Regions from separate parts of the Arachis hypogaea genome. Here region 2 is linked to region 1. The links are chromatin contacts, called in public Hi-C maps. All regions are on one chromosome and are shown on one strand. The core of a region is the stretch at or near the end of the contact, and the rest is flanking DNA. Distances in the headings are between cores, read along the strand shown. Region 1 holds the start of LOC112745154 (kinesin-like protein KIN-7O). Region 2 holds the start of LOC140177028.

The links. A called contact is a pair of places that touch in the nucleus more often than the background predicts.
Region 2: a contact with region 1 is called in a Hi-C map of an unstated tissue, with 6 times the contacts expected there. The contact joins the promoter of LOC140177028 here to the promoter of LOC112745154 in region 1. A contact is called at or near these places in 2 of 8 Hi-C or Micro-C datasets (leaf and an unstated tissue).

What each region holds. Positions count from the first base shown.
Region 1 is chr2:60,349,218-60,351,918 of arahy.Tifrunner.gnm2.J5K5, reverse strand. LOC112745154 (kinesin-like protein KIN-7O) reads left to right here and starts at 1,363. Exons shown (of 33, transcript XM_025794850.3): 1 at 1,363-1,682; 2 at 1,774-1,863; 3 at 1,975-2,093. The coding sequence starts at 1,559.
Region 2 is chr2:60,487,969-60,490,668 of arahy.Tifrunner.gnm2.J5K5, reverse strand. LOC140177028 reads right to left here and starts at 1,370. Exons shown (of 2, transcript XM_072209230.1): 1 at 948-1,370; 2 at 377-781. The coding sequence starts at 1,370. The coding sequence ends at 377.

The DNA of each region.
Region 1 (2,701 bases), core at 114-2,613:
TTCTAATAAATAAGGAAACACTACATAGAACGAAAAAACTAACCTCTATTTTCTTCAAAGAAACCAAAAGCTGATACAGGTGCGGCAGAGCAACAGATGATTCTTCGTTCTTTAGAGTTCTTTGGAAAAAGGAATGAAGCTCCAATACAAGAAGATGAAAGAAAATGAAAAAGCTTAAGGAAGAAAGAAGAGCGCAAAATTCACAGAGGAAGAAGAAACGAAATAGAAGAGAGAAAACGAGGAAGGGATATTTATAAGACCCAAGGGGCGAAATTGTCAAAACCCCTTCCCTCATTTAAAGAACGTACACGGTTACAAATGTAACTACATCCCACCGGTTGGCATTCTAAAATGACATCGGATTTCCGACTTGAAAATGGAGATATGAAAAACCCGATGTGATAGCTCTACCTCTCGGCACTTGTCCGACTTCATGCATACCTGAATCTGACTTAAGAAAAGATCGGACTCAAGTAGGGGCACTGTTCATACCTGGTCCAAAAGCAGAGAAAGCTCAAAAGACAGTTACCATAAACTCTACAAAGTAATAACTCTCCCCTAAAGGAGTTATAAATAACCCCTAATATCTCACATCCACTTTTAGAAGAGAGATCTCAACAACTCCTAGATAAAGGAACGGTTATCCACCATCAATAGTGAACTACTTCAACGGTGATTATTGGCTCATCACCTATAAATACACTAACACTCTCAGGTATACTTACGATCCAATACACTATAAACCTGCTTATACTCTTGTTGACTTAGGCATCAGAGTGTTTTGTAGGTACCACCCCTCATCTCCTTACAAAAAACTCGGACGACGACTACTTGACACGGGCTAAGTCGGAAACCACCTCACTAAGAGCTTGGACCTCACATTCAAGCCCAAACACAATCCAATTTCTGGTAACCCTCAAAACAAGTGTAATTATAAAGTTGATTTGGCATTTGAATTTTAGATAAGCTAATTAAATTGCGATTTTGCTTTCGTTGTAATTATGCTATTTTTGATTATTATTTAAGTTGAGAAAATATTTTATATTAAAATAGTGACTAATTTATTGTCTATTTTTATTTTTATATTATTAATTAAGTCTAAAATTGATGTTAATTGTTATTAATGTATTTGCGAAGATATAAATTTTAATTTTTTTTATTTTTTTATAATTTCGTATTTTTTTTATTTATAACTGAGTCCATCAATTCAACTAATAATTCACTAATTAAATTATTGACTAACCAATTCGATTTTAATATCTATCATTTTAAGAATATTTTTGTCATCATACAAAAAAAACAGAATATTAATAAAAAATATTTTATTTGCGAAGAATTAGAGACAATTTTAGAAATTTACCCAAACTTTAAAATTGAAAGGCGAGGGCTAGGATTCTTCAGTAAGGAATAAACCCGCCCGTTCTCTCTTCCTTACATCCTCATCTTTCTTCCTCTTGGCGCGTGCCTCTCTCTTTCTCTCTTTTTGAATTTGCAGCACACTTGAGAGCTCCGTTGCTGATTCCTTTGCCTGCATCGGAGAGGGAAGAAACACTTGAGAATGGAGAGGATTCATGTGAGTGTCCGTGCAAGACCCCTCTCCCTTGAGGATGCCAAGACTAGCCCTTGGAGAATCTCTGGCAATTCAATTTTCATTTCCAATCACTCCTCCAAGTTTGAATTTGGTGCTCCCTCCTCTCTTCATTCCATTTTCACTTTCTTTTCTTTTCTTTACTTCTCTATTTCTAACTTTTTGAATATTTTTCTGCTCCACAGATAAAATCTTTAGTGAACACTGCAAGACCGTGGAAGTATATGAAACTCGTATTAAAGAAATCGTCGCTGCTGCAGTTCGCGGATTCAATGGTTTAGGGTTTCCTCTACTCTAATTGTTTTGCATTTTAGCTTTTTAGTCTTTAGTTTTCACATTTTCTTTGTTAGTTTGCGATTTTTTAACTTGTGGTTTGTGATGTGAAGGCACCATTTTTGCTTATGGGCAAACAAATAGCGGGAAGACTCATACGATGCGGGGCTCAAAAACAGAGCCAGGAGTGATTCCTCAAGCTGTGCATGATTTGTTTCGGATGATTCAAAAGGTTAGCGGTCTGCTCCTCATTGAGTCAGGTTATGTTGCTTGTGCACATTAGATGTGCAAATTATACTAAGTGGTTACCTTGTTAGAATATAGTTGCATGTTGAAATTTTGTTATAGGTAAGCATTTATGGGTAGTGCAGTAAATTTTGTTATATGCTGAAAAGCTTACATTTGGAGACTGCTTTGGCGACTAAGTCTGCTGACCGTTCTTTTGAGGGAACGTGAGCATTTAGAAGCTTAACCTGCATCACTTTCTCTCAAACAAAGAACAAGATTACCTCCATGTGTTTTGTCGTGGAGTGTAAAACCTGTTTGTGAAACATGACAGTGCTGAGGACCTGAGGTTATAATAGATTCATGGTACACAACCAGCCTGATTGTAGGAACTTTTGGCTCTTCCTGCAGTGATTGCCCCTACATAATATCAGCTGTTAGATCAATTAGGCTTCTGAATTCAGCCTCTATGCTACTAGAACTTGCCACATGGAGTTGTTTCTTGGTCCACAAAGAGATGAGAAATTGGTCCAAGAAAGACAAGCTCCTAAAGTTGACCTATGATCGTCAACATCTGATGCTCAATTAGCATCACAATAACCTTTTAGGTGGTTA
Region 2 (2,700 bases), core at 121-2,620, 140 kb before region 1:
TTTTTGTACCTGGGTGGAAGAATTGGTAGGATGTCAACATGCTCCCAGAACTCTTGGCTCGGAACTGGGCGCATTGAAGTCTGATATGCAGCATTATAAGCACCCATAGTTAGCCAGTTATGTGCATACTCTTTAGGTCTTCTATTCTGGTAAGCTAAAGCAGCACATGCATGTCCACAAGGTAGCCCAGTCAATTGCCAGAGTCTACAACTACATGTACCTTTGCCCAAGTCCACACTGACCTTTATGGGAAGACATTGGACTTCATACACATTTCCCGCGTCATCTCCGGTTGGAAGGGGTCTCCATTTGTTGCTCTCTCTCTCTTCTCTCTTTCTAATCTACTCTGTTGGGTTGGGGCTAACCTCCCACTGTATCAAATCAAGGCCTTTTTGTTTCTTGCCATGATTCGCATGACGTAGCACCTCACTTCTTCCAACATGGTTATGATAGGTTTCCCCCTCATCTTTTTAACCTTGGCATTAAACACCTCCCAGTAATTATTGGTGTAGTTGTCCATCTTAGAATACTCACTAAAATGTGCTCTACTCCACTGTTTCGGACTAATCTTGTCCAAGTATTCCCAAGCCCCTACGTTGATCTTTTTCAGCTTATCCATTGCAGCATTGAAGTCCTGTGTCGTAGAGGCCTTATCACATGACCACATACACTTCTTCAGCTGCAAGTCACCCCATTTCTTGCGAAAGTTTTGCCATATATGCATGGCACAGAACCTGTGGTTGGCGTTTGGGTATATTTCTTGGACTGCAGGAATTAACCCCTGCAGATAACCATTAATATGAACAGCGTTCAATATTCATACTTCCAGACCCTAAACCACACTAATCAGTCTTCTACACTAAGCATCTAAACCTAGTTCACTAATGAAGCATAAAAAACTATACATAGCAGAATTAAAACACATAAAAGAATTAAAACATACATACCTTCTGCATGTCCGACATGAAGTTAAACCCGTTGGCCTGAAAATCTCCCACATCATCCTGAAGGATATCTAAAAACCACTTCCAGCTGTCCTTGTTTTCTGATTCAACAATTGCATATGCAATGGGGTAAATGTGGTTATTTTCATCCTGCCCTATAGCTGTTAATAGCTGACCCCCATAATACCCTCTAAGAAATGTTCTATCCAACCCTATGAATGGTCTACAACCACCTACAAATCCCTTCTTGCAAGCCTCAAAACATACATAGATCCTCAGAAAAATGGGATTTGAATCAGGCATTGGATTTGTGTGTATCCTAACTGTAGACCCAGGGTTAGTCTTTAGAATCTCATTAGCATAGTCGCGAAGAATTGCATACTGTGCAATCTTAGATCCCTCAATCCTCTCCTTTGCCTTCTTCATAGATTTATAAATCTTTCTCTCTGATAAGTATATCATACTCAGCTCTGAAGAACTGGTCAGCCTCTCTCACACTCAAGTTTGGCTGAAGTCTTATTCTTTCTTCTAGCTCATCAATCACCCATTTACCATTTGCTGACTTGCAGTGATTGTCCCTACTGCAAGTGTGTTCGTTGACAAAGGTCTTAACCTGATAACTTGCTGGAAATGTCCTCTTGGCACAGTATATCTGCCAAGGATAATCTTCATCATAGCATATAGTCTTTGACCTTGTAGAGTCACAGCGTGCAAAGAAAATGCTTCTTCCGATGTTTATATTAAATTTCCGGACTGCTTTCCTAAATTGAGTTAGAGTCTCAAATTTCATTCCCACTTCCAACCTCACCTGGCTAATAGGGGCATCGGCATTACTCTGAGAAAAGGCTGTGGTCTCATCAGAATCTTCATCACTAGGTATGCTATGCAAGTCCTCTGATTCATAGCAACGATACCCAGCGTTGTCATCTGAAAAATCTTCCTGATCAACTGGGACATAGAAGGTTGGAGGCTTGTCTGGATCAGGATTAGGGATGAATGATTGTCTTGTAGGAGGGGGCCTTTTTGTTGATCTTCTCCTGTTCTTTTTTGTCTGACCCTCAGCCTCATCTGAAGGATTGGTTTCATTATTCTGAGGAGTCCTGTTGGAGTCAGAAGGTGGAGCTGACTCAGGGATTTCTTTTGAAAGTGGATTTCTGTAAGGATGTGGGATGTATTGGGTGAGCTACTCTGGTGCAATATAGTCAAAGACATTGGCCTGATAGGGAATGAATTGGTCTGTATCATCAGACTGCCAAGGTTGTTGTGAAGCTTTAGATACATTGACATCATGGGGAGGGACATGTGGTTGCTGCTCTACCTCAAGTGGTGGCTGTGAAGGTTGGGAATGAGTTGATGGTGGTTCATCCGGCTGGACAGGTGTTGGAGGAGGTTGGAAAATGTTATTTGGTTCCTGTGTTGCTACAGGAGCTGGGTTGTTCTCTTGATGGGCCTGTATCATGGGCTATGGGCCAGCACTTTTTTGGGCCTACTTTTCAACTTGGACATTACCAACTATCTTATCATCGTCATCATCTTCCACTACTGCTAATCTTTTTCTTGGAGTCTTCTTTGGAGTTGGTACCCTTTTAACACAGACCTTTCTTCTCCCCTTTGATGGAGTCAATTCCTTAACCTGAACTACAACAGGCTGATCCACGGGATGCTCTGTATACAAATGAATTCTATTTCCATTCTTCATGGCTGCCTCATACATCCTAACTACATCCATATCAACCCTTAGCAGCCTCAATCCATC